3 separate regions of the Mus musculus genome follow, and all the other regions are linked to region 2. Evidence: chromatin contacts called from public HiChIP or PLAC-seq and promoter capture Hi-C data. All regions are on one chromosome and are shown on one strand. Each heading gives the region's core, a stretch centred on a gene start, on an enhancer-like site or on the middle of the called end of the contact. The rest is flanking DNA. Distances are from core to core; before and after follow the strand shown. Region 1 holds the start of Mia3 (melanoma inhibitory activity 3). Region 2 overlaps Gm39724 (a long non-coding RNA gene). Region 3 overlaps Gm39725 (a long non-coding RNA gene).

Region 1 (3,406 bases), core at 533-3,032, 290 kb before region 2:
ATCAATGTCAGTATGTACCACTTATCATTTATGAGTGACATGCACACCGAGTGACACCTCTCCTGACACCTGACACCTCCATCACAAGCACTTCCTCTCAGCGACACACACCTGGGCCCTGCTTCTTCTATCATTGCCTCTTGTGTTTGGCTACATTTGTTTGGGCCTGGGCCACTCCTCAAGTTACACTATAACCCGGAACTCTTCCAACCCTGAGCCCCAGTTCTGAGGCAGCATCAGTGATACGGACCTCCCACGCTTTGAGGAACTCAGGTAGGACAGTGCCTGACAGCAAAGAACAGAAGACGCTTGACAGCAGTCAATGACCAAATGGTAGTAGGGCACCAAATGGTAGTAGGGCATGAAAGGGAGAAGTCGCCGTGGTGCCTTTACCTTCGTGGTTGCTTTACCTTCGCTGTTTATTTACAGTGGCCCTGGGTTACAGCTAGGACCTAGAATCTCAGCGACATAAATTACAGGCGCCCCTTTTTTTTCTTTAATGGTATTGGAGTAAACCATTCAAGTTATGCATTTTGCTTTTTCCTTTTTTTTTTCATAACACCAATTGAAATACAAATGGCTAACCTGCACTCTTCTTAGTCTTTTAGAATGAATACTTTTCTGAATGGACTGCTGTGATTTGTGAAGGACATCGTCAGTGAGTTACAGTTTCTGGAAACCAACCTAAAAACAGTATTATTCTGGGTAGGAGTAAGTCCCAGCAACATAGGGAACTAAGGAAAGGGCTGGACGGGTTCCTGAGACCCTTGGAGTATTTATTATCACCGTTACAGTAGTAGCCCTCTTCTAATCCTAACCTTCCCCATGGCCCACCTCCAACCCTGGCACCTCCAACCTAGGACTAGGGCGCGACTGCGCACAGAGAAGGCGGCTGCGGTTCTCAGGTAGTGACAGGTGCAGTAACTTGGCTGGTTAAAGAACGAAAGATTTTGACCTTCCCGCAGCCCTGCTTGGGAGCTGGCAAAAGGCTTCTATGCAAAAGAGCGACGGGACTGAAGGAGAAAACCGGGGAGACCACAGAATGCACTGCTTGCTTGGCCTCGGGATTCATCCCAAACCTAAACTCCAGTTCCTCTGGTTCCAAAGATGATGTGAGCTGGTCCCAATGCAGCCAAGAGGGCAGCGCCGAGGTGCCTTCTGGAGGAACCCCGCCGTCAATCGGCCGCTAGGATTGCGCCCCAGATCTCTAAGCGCGTGGATCTCGGTCTTGAGTGGACCCAGGTCCCCGCGGCCGGCGTTAAAACGCTCTTGGCTGCAGCATGGGGCGCCCAGGATGCGGGGGCGAGCCACCCCATCACCCTGGGAGCCCAAGGGGAGTGCGGGGATAAGGAAGCAGAGAGCAGCACCCTGGAAACCCGGCTGGGTCTGCGGCGCCCCCCGGCAGGGTCAGAGGAGCAGAGAGCAAATCCGGCAACAAGTGGTAGGCACGGCCTCTATGGCAGGGCTAGCCGGGCGATAGCCGAGTAAAGCGTACCAGCGCGGGCTCCGCGGGCCTGCGACCCCCTAGGCCAGGTGCCGGCTGTGGGACTCCGACCCGCGCAGCCACCGCAGCCACCCGGGAACCGGCCGCCCGCCCCGCCACCCCGGACTCACTGCTGCACTCTTCGTCCCCGCACACTTTGAGGTCCGAGAAACGCCGTCCGTGGCTGAGATCCGACTGGCCCGGGACCCACCAGAGCGCCCCCAGCACGAACAGCCAGAAGAGCAGCCCCGGCGCCGCAGCCATGTTGTGGCCACCGCGGGCCCGGGTGACGCGGAGGCCGCCGGCGGGCGGTGTCGGGGGCGGGGCAGGAGCGGGCGGTGCCGGGGGAGGCGCCCAAGAGGCGGGCTGCTGCGAGTGACACGTCAGCAAGGGCTCAGCAAGGGATGCGCGGTGACTTGGAGGAGGCCTTGGCGTCCCTCCCGAACTGCTACCTTGACGACCGTCAGAGGCACCTTCCCCTCGCCCAATCGCAAGCCTCGACTCGGGCGCCTTCACAGACGACCCTCCGCGTCACCAGGTTCGTCACTCCGCATCTCAGCGCCATCCCAACAGGTTTTTCGTCTTCCTCCTACAGCTTCGGATTTCTGGTCCATGCTAAACAGCCATCTCTCTCCATCACTTCTTCCAACTACCGCTTTTAGTTCTGAACCGCCAAGTCCCACACAGGACTGGACACAGTGTGTAACTGATCCATGCACAACCCCCGACCCTAACACACACACTTCAAACTCCATGGGGTTCTTTGGGACCTCCATGGCTCTCTTTTAGTTCAGTGGAGTAGTGGGTGAGACAGTAAATTAGAAAGTGTCATCCTTTAAGGAGAGGGGTGGTGGACAGTGATCCTCTGCCCACGATCTTCAGATTCCTGTCGCTGTCCATAAAGGACATAAGAACATAAAGTCATTTAGTCTAGCACCAACGTGTTCAGCTTCCATCTCCTTTGACAGAACTGTAGGCCAGACCCACTCCGTGGCACACCCGAATGCCCTCATGTTGCCAATAGCTACTGTCTCAATGTTCTCCTTAAGCTTCCTTATAACTCCGTATTTCCAAGTAACATGCAATGGCTTTACCACAGACTGCCCTGTCTCTCTGTCCCTTTATCCTGTTTCCTGGCTTTCTTCCCCTCTTCTGTTAGGTTCACTCAAATAGAGCAGCCCACTCCTCCCACCCCTCAAATAACTCTATAGGAGCTATTGTTTATGTGGTGCTGGAGTCTGGGCGTGCTCACCGACAGTGCTGAGCTACATCCCCACTCTAACTTGTTTTGTTTCCGCTTGTTCTTCATTGCCTAGGGAGGTACCCGGGTCTTGTGATGTGCTCAACAACAATCTGCTGCATGAACCACAGTCCCGATGTAAACACACACACACACACACACACACACACACACACAGACTCCATGGAGTTCTTTCAGACCTCTAGTGCTCTCCCCACAGCAGCATCCTCAACACCAAATCTGCAGATACGTTTATTGTTAGATGGGGACATATCTGTCAGAGCGACTACATTCTCACCCCACTGTTTCCTGTTGTTCTGGGTGCCACCGGGGTATGAAAGCACACCAAAGTAATTTAAACGTCTTCTTATGTCTACAGAATAGAATTAAATAACATTCCATTGGTAGAAAAAGACGGATAAAATAGCATGAGATATTGATTTAAATATACTTTTACATACAGGGCCAATGTTCCTATTACTGAAGAATAGTACGCTGTTTGGCTCATAATAGGTTTTGCTTGCTTTTAAAATGTATTTATTCTGGAGAGTTCAACAGCAAGCTTAAAAGATGCTGCCAAAGAGGGAAAGTGGTTCTGAGAAAGGAGGAGAAGGAGGTGCAGCCTCTGGAAGTGACAGTGCTGACAAGGCGTCTCAGGGGTCTAAGGTGGTGGACGTCAGTAG
Region 2 (3,721 bases), core at 42-2,541:
ACCCTGCCTTACTTCAATGGCTCAACTGCCTCTTCTTTAGCCGTCGGTCAGCTAAGCTGGCCTTGCTGTGTTTGCAGCTAGGGCACATTGTGACTTCATGTCTATTTCTGATGTCTACTTCCTGCCGTGATTGCTCCTGGGCTGTTTGGCCGACCACTTGGCTCCTTCCATAACCCAGTTAGACTGGAGTAACTTGGGAGTAACAAACTCTACCAGGACTGACTGGGGCACCTGATCAGGCAGGCCCCTTGGGAGCTGGGAACCTGCTGTGTCTTCAGCTGAGATGCAGCTGGCTGCCATGTTGCTTTCACGGCTGCCATGCCAGCTCCCTGGCTTTCTGGGTCACTTCTCTTCTGATGTTGCCACCATACTCAGCCATCTTTCTTCTTGTTACCAGCTCAGCCCACGCTACTGGAAGTAAGCAAGAGAAAAGCATCCTAGAGATTCATTAGGCTAAAGCTTTAACACCAAGGCAGGCAGCAGCAGTGAGTGTCTCCTAGCGAAATAACCAACCGGGCATTAGCAATCTGCTTATATAGCCCAGGAAAGAGTTTTGAACTGATTACAGCCACTCTGGACCAGTCACAGCTGGTTTTTACCTATCACAGATGTTTGTTTGAGTTGATCACAGCCTGGCTTCTGAACATCAGTGACAGTCACTGAGGTTTGCGTTTTAGATCCATCCCAGCCTTCTTTCTTAGCCCTGTCATAGCAGTTCATCAGCTAGACTGTCGGAGGAGGCGTTCCCCTCTCTGCTCAGGGTAGGCTAGAGTTCATAGGTGGTCATGATATCAAAGGCCAGGAATAAACTATTTCAAATAGTCCCTGCTGAGGCTGTGCCTTCGAGAATCACACAGTAGGCTAGGCTCATGTGTTCTCGACTTAATGTGGAGAGTGTTCAAGATGGCGCGGGCTGGCAGAAAGGTAGTCTGGCCAGCTGAGGAATGATAATCCTGTTGTTCAAGGCAGTCAAGGTCTGCAAAGAAGAGGCCAACAGATGCCTTCCCCACACTTTGCTACTCATAGGAAAATGAACATGCCGTTGGCCCAAGTAGTGTCTTTGATCAATTTTAGCTGGACTTTCTGGGTGGTGTCCAATCATCCCATGTTCTGTCTCAGAGAGGTAGATGCTTACTGCGCGTTCCTGGTATAGAGTCAGGGTTGACCTGGCCAGTTATTGACCGAAACTTCCACTCCAGTGAATTGTCTAGTGAGTCACTTCCTCTCTGCATTGTTAATTGTCTATGACAAGAGCTAGAATGTGTAAAAGGGACCTGTGTCCTACAGTGACATCAGTGCTAACCATATCCGTGTCACCTGAACACTACTAGGAATGCTAGTTACCCAGGCAGAGCCTGGGTCTACAGATCAGAAACAAGAGTGTCCCTGACACCTAGTGTTTGAAGGGTTTATTGTTCTACTATCAACAGGAAATAGATCCATTGAAGGCTGGCCTCAGGGAAATGTATTTCTGTCATGGATATCTATAGGAGGCTAGGAAGGGTCAGGGGTACAGAGAGCTCCTCAGGGCCTTGGCGATAGTGGATGAGCCGTCCTTGCACTGAGCTGTGTCTCTCTGAAGTTCAGACTTGCTTATTTGATCTGACCTTGGAACTTTGACCGTTGGGAGCAGCATCTGGATTTTCTTTGCAGACAAATACGTTTACTTTTCTGTAAGTTAATTTGTTTGAAGTGAGGAGAGGGCACGACAGAAGCTTCTGTAGAACCTAGAGTGCCACGTGAGAGGGATGGACCACTGCCATGTGAGAGTGACAGGCCACTGAGGGCCACAAGTGTGACCCTGAGTGGGCTTAAGACAGGCTCCCTCCTGGGAATCCTTGCCCTTCTCACTGAGTGGCCAGGCTGCTGCAGGAGGTAAGCTCAGATCAGAGCAGGCTTTCTCAGAAGGTGGTGGCATTGTCCCCAAATAGCTGGGGATTCCTCAGTGCCCCGTGCCTGACTCAGGGTCAGACATGAACTCATCACATTGTATTTGTCTGTTCATCTTACACCTCAACTAGATTGATTTCCTTCTGCTAGGGACTGTGCTTGCTCTGCCTCTATCTATCTATCTATCTATCTATCTATCTATCTATCTATCTATCTATCTATCCATAATCTATCATTTATCTATCCATCTATGTATTTATGTATCCATCCTCTATCTATCTATCTATCTATCTATCTATCTATCTATCTATCCATAATCTATCATCTATCCATCTATGTATTTATGTATCTATGTATCCATCCTCTATCTATCCATAATCTATCTATCTATCTATCTATCTATCTATCTATCTATCTATCTATCTATCTATCTATAAATAATCTACCCATAATCTATCATCTATCTATCCATCTATGTATTTATGTATCTATGTATCCATCCTCTATCCATCTATTATCTATCTATCTATCTATCTATCTATCTATCTATCTATAAATAATCTACCCATAATCTATCATCTATCTATCCATCTATGTATTTATGTATCTATGTATCCATCCTCTATCCATCTATTATCTATCTATCTATCTATCTATCTATCTATCTGTCATCTATCTACCTATCTCTCTCTATATCTCTCTATCTCTTTCTTTCTATCTCTCTCTCTATCCATAATCTATCTATGTATACACCATCTATCTATCTATCTATCTATCTATCTATCTATCTATCTATCTACCACCTATCTATCCATCCATGTATTTATGTATCCATCCTCTATCCATCTATTTATTATCTGTCTATCCATAATCTATGTATCTATGTATGCACTATCTCTCTCTTATCTCATCTATCTATCTATCTATCTATCTATCTATCTATCTATCTATCTATCTATCCATCTATCTACTTATAGCTCCTGTTCCTGAGTTTTAGCCTTGACATGTATTCAGCTATTTGATAACCCCTGGCTGACTTATGAATAAGTGAAATCATAAACGAATGGATTCTTGTCGACATTTGTATCATAGCTATGGCTCTATTCCTGCATTCTCCCAAGCCAAATAGCATGCCCCTTCACTCACCAGACATGGCAAGCTTAGGAAATATTAATTCTTCCCTCTTTGCTTGTTCAGTTTATGAGACGGAAGGTAAGTCCTTCCTGACTTGTGACTTTGATTTTATGGCTCCCATACTTGATCTGAGGCCAAGCATATCTCCCTTTATGCCAACGACATTGCCCTTCTGAGGATTTGGCAGCAGCAGAGTTATCTGACTGGTTTATGTCAGTGGATGCTGATCTTGTTGGGGTGTCATTGGAAAGCCCAGATTGTATCAGTCTGTGGATGGTTTAAAAGTTCCCTCTGTGCTCCCTCAGGGCTTCTCTCTGCTGCCAGGAAGGAATCATTGCTCTAAAGAAGTTGGGAAGCATCTTGTTACTGTTTGCTGTTTGTCTGTTTCTTTGCTTACTCAGGAGCCTTGTGTCTTATATCAAAACCGTTGTATTTGAATAGTTGGAAAGAAGGCATCAACTAGTCTTGTGTGAGGTAGCACAAGTGACATACTTGCCTGGTTTCCAAGGGTGCTTTTCTTCATCTCCATCCTCTGTATCCACACATTACCCACCAATCCACGCATCACTAATAATCACACCTGCTTCCCACATCCCACCTTCCTACCAGCTGCCAAGTCTGCACACAGGCCCTGAGGGTGCAAGCTATTAGGCTGTACCACTCGGTCACACAGCTCCGCCCCTTCCTTGGTTATCAC
Region 3 (3,430 bases), core at 248-2,747, 360 kb after region 2:
GCCATAATCTATTTTTTGGCTCATAATGGTTGTGCCACTTTGCCCACCTGCTCCCTTCTCTCTGTCCCGCAGCAGGTGAAGTATTAGATGGGCCAACTCATCTGCTGTGGCTAGACTCTGTAAATTATATCTTAGTGAACTCAGAGACAACAATGAGATAGTAAATAAATCAGGTCTAAGTCAAGGGCAGACATCAAAATGGCAATGGTTTGGCAGGCATGAGGGGTGCTAATGGTAAAGCTGGAAGAGAGAGAAACCAGGGAAACTTTACAAGGAGCTGACAAGAGTCTATGGAGAATGGGTAGGACTCTTATTTTGAAAGATGTTCTCAGCCACTATTGTTTTCAATGTACTCTAGGAGAGGATTGGAGAACACACAAAATCTGGTTAAAGAAAGGTGAGTCCTTGACAGTATGGCCTGTCTATCATCTTCCTGGCTCCACAATCTCCCCCTATATTCCTGAAGTATACCTCTGTCTATACATTACAGCACAGAACTTAGGATGTAAGACCACCCTGGTGGTTTGAATATGTTTGGCCTAGGGTGGCACTCTTGGGGGCGGGGGGGTGGCCTTGTTGGAGGAAGTGTGTCACTCTGGAGGTGGGCTTGGAGGCCTTCCTCATAGCCACATGGGAGCCAGTCTTCTGTCTGCTTTCAGAAGAAAACCGAACTCTCAACTCCTCCTGAGCCACACCTGCTTAGATGCTACCATACTCCCACATTGATGATAATGGACTAAACCTCTTAACCTGTAAGCCAGCCCCAGTTAAATGTTTCCCTTTATAAGAGTTGCCTTGGTCATGGTGTCTCTTCACAGCAGTGAGACCCTAACTAAGACTACCTTGACTATAGTCAGGCATGACATCAGACAGACTCACTCTTTCTGCCTTAATGTTGTTTATTCAGCCAACAAAAATAATGGCTGTCTACTTTCAAACCATTGTGCTGGGTTAGGGTTATAACTATCCTAAATTTTTAAAAGACTGATTTATTTTTATTGTTTGTGAATAAGTGAGTTTCTGCATGTATGTAGGTGTGCATGTATGCCTCTTGCCCTCAGAGGCCAGAACAGGGGGCTCAGATCCCCTTACAGGTGGGCTGTAAGCTACTGGGGTGGTGCTGGGAACTGAACCTGGTCTTCTGTAAGAATGGCAAAAATAACTGCTGAGCCATCCCTCCAGCCTCACAGTGTTTAGTCCAAGGAGTAAGGAATCAAGGTGACTCACAACACTGGCAATCACCTGTGAAAGGAGCAACACCCTGAAAACTCAGAGATTAAAGAAAGGGCCAGTGGCTTTATAGATGATAGGCAGGGGCTTATGAGTTGCTCCAGATATTTATGTAGAGTATTAAGTGAACGAAAAATGAAAGAAAGAAAGAAAAAGGAATGGCAAGGCGGAGAAGTATAAAAAGGAGAGCATAAGCAGAGGCAGACACGTCTGGGAGACTTCAGCGTAAACATGACCCTGAGCTATGAGCAGAGAAGGCAAGGAGGTAGGGAGAGAGGAGATACTGACCAAGAGCCACACCCTGGGCCTGGAGACTGACCAAAAGAGGGTCAGTCTTAGCTAAATAGCTGGATTATATAAGGAAGGGTAGCTGGGGGAAGGGCAGCCCAGACCCTGGGCTGGAGAAGTTTAGTGTGGGGGCAGGGTATACCAGCCTTACCCTGTAACAGATAGGGACAGAGAGATGCTGGGAGAACCTGGTGGCCTGGTCTGCTTTGCTTTGATATGTTAAATAGGCACCTCTGGCTATTTGCTCCAGGGTTTGAGATTTAGTGGTGGGAGCCCCCTAAGGGAGCCTGGGGTGGGGGAGGGGGCGGAAATAGAGTGCTGAGATTTGTGTATACAGCCCTCTGGGGCAGAAGTGTTAAGAGGGTGTGTCTGTGGCAGACCCTACAGTGGCCAGACTGAACTGATGACGTTGTGGATGAAAAAAAAAAAAAGTTCACAGTCCCAGGAGCTAAATACAAGAGGTCAGGAGCCTGGCTGAGTGTTCAGGTGAGGTCAAGGAGAAGAGGGCAGACTCTCTCTCTGTATTCCTGCCCTGGTGCCCTGGTGGAAAGGGACAGCAAAGCCACCCACAGAGGATCGAGGAAGGCAGGCAAGTCTGAGGCTGGACTGGCATTGACGTCATATCTCCTGAGTATTGTAGTGCATGTGACAGTAGTTGAATGTGTGGATAGGAGTCCCCCCAAGAGCACACTATGGTAGCGCATACAGAGCCCCCGGCTGGAGGGTGGGGTAATGCTCTGAGTCTGAGAGGGATTGCATTCCTTCCTTCACTTATCTCTGTGACATGAAGGTGCTTGGGGGAGGATGACAGTTTTGTGACAGGCTCCATCGCGGCATGTTTCACAGGTGAGCCATACAGTGAGAACCAAGTATTCAGACACAAGTTCCTCCTCTGTGGTCTCACCCGAGGAAGCCTGGGTCCAGGCTGGGAGACAAGAGAGCCGTCAGTATGGGGCCTCTACCTGCCGCTATCCAGATGATCTTGGCTTCTTTATATTTTAACTGCCATTTTCCCCTTAACATTTGACATTTCCCCACCTTCTCACTAAACACTGTCCCTCCCTTTGAAAGGCTAACCGCCCCCCCCCGCCCCCGGGTCCGATCCACCCACTCTCTCTCTCTCTCTTTTTTTTGGTTTTTCGAGACAGGGTTTCTCTTTTTAGCCCTGGCTGTCCTTGAACTCACTTTGTACACCAGGCTGGCCTCGAACTCAGAAATCCGCCTGCCTCTGCCTCCTGAGTGCTGGGATTAAAGGCGTGCACCACCACGCCTGGCTCCACCCACTCTCTTGTCTCTTGCTTCCGTGTAGTACTTGGTACTGATAATCACCTCCTCCTCGATTCTCTTGAATCTCTCAACAACACACTCCTCATCCCATCCTTCAGCAGACTGAAGTCCTCTGTCTGAAAGAAGACAGAATAAAGGTCCTGCCAGGACTCCTGTGCCTCAGAGGAGCCCTTTAGTGATCTCTCTCTCTCACCAGAGTTTGTTGAATAAGAGTCCTTGCTGCTTTTCCTCTTCATGTAGCTACTTCCCTGCCACTCTCTAGCTGCTCTCTGCAGACTCCCACCCCTTGTACACGCGCTTCTTAGCAGCCCTTTACCAAGGACATCAGTGCCTCCCTCTTCCTGTTTGGGTGTCTGTGCTTATGTGTATGTGGACACATTCATGGAGACCAAAGGCTGGTGACAGGTATCTCTTTAAATCATTCCTCCACTTTATTATTTAAGAATTATTAAGCATAAGTTAAGGATAGACAATATTGGGCTGCATGTATTTTCATATACATACACTGAAGCGCTCTAGTAGGTGTGAGCATGGAAAACATTGCCCTTTCCCCTAAAGCCAGCCACCAAGGTCTATTCCCATATTTGGATACTTTCTAATGTCACATTTATTCCTGAGGCTGATC

What was found. Promoter capture Hi-C pulls out the DNA fragments that hold promoters and counts their contacts. HiChIP or PLAC-seq counts read pairs in DNA pulled down with a chosen protein or histone mark.
Region 1: a FOXA1 HiChIP or PLAC-seq map of pancreatic cancer cells shows a contact between it and region 2. The contact joins the promoter of Mia3 here to the enhancer-like site in region 2. A contact is called at or near these places in 1 of 39 promoter capture datasets (the C10 cell line), 6 of 484 Hi-C or Micro-C datasets (Th1 cells, adipose-derived mesenchymal stem cells, embryonic stem cells and 3 more) and 3 of 115 datasets of contacts at active chromatin or transcription factors (astrocytes, bone marrow-derived macrophages and pancreatic cancer cells).
Region 3: a promoter capture Hi-C map of trophoblast stem cells shows a contact between it and region 2, with 4 times the contacts expected there. The contact joins two enhancer-like sites. A contact is called at or near these places in 13 of 39 promoter capture datasets (the 3T3-L1 cell line, HPC-7-derived erythroid cells, the SN4741 cell line and 9 more), 2 of 15 datasets of contacts at CTCF or cohesin (the NIH/3T3 cell line and large pre-B cells), 8 of 484 Hi-C or Micro-C datasets (the C2C12 cell line, the N1E-115 cell line, cerebral cortex and 4 more) and 15 of 115 datasets of contacts at active chromatin or transcription factors (the NIH/3T3 cell line, the SCID.adh cell line, VIP interneurons and 11 more).

Annotation. Positions count from the first base shown.
Region 1 is chr1:183,367,783-183,371,188 of GRCm38.p6, forward strand. It overlaps Mia3 (melanoma inhibitory activity 3), which reads right to left and starts at 1,783. Exons shown (of 26, transcript NM_177389.3): 1 at 1,615-1,783. The coding sequence starts at 1,747. It also overlaps the pseudogene Gm37339.
Region 2 is chr1:183,657,515-183,661,235 of GRCm38.p6, forward strand. All of the region lies in intron 2 of Gm39724 (a long non-coding RNA gene), which reads left to right. Among named protein-coding and RNA genes, the nearest start is that of Gm39724, 28 kb to the left of the region's middle. Within about 2 kb of position 1,292, at least 8 of the 459 cell types and tissues checked have an H3K27ac peak or open chromatin away from gene starts, as enhancers often do. A contact at or near this core is called in pancreatic cancer cells and trophoblast stem cells, where this site is marked.
Region 3 is chr1:184,017,729-184,021,158 of GRCm38.p6, forward strand. All of the region lies in intron 2 of Gm39725 (a long non-coding RNA gene), which reads left to right. Among named protein-coding and RNA genes, the nearest start is that of Gm39725, 6.1 kb to the left of the region's middle. Within about 2 kb of position 1,498, at least 32 of the 459 cell types and tissues checked have an H3K27ac peak or open chromatin away from gene starts, as enhancers often do. A contact at or near this core is called in trophoblast stem cells, where this site is marked.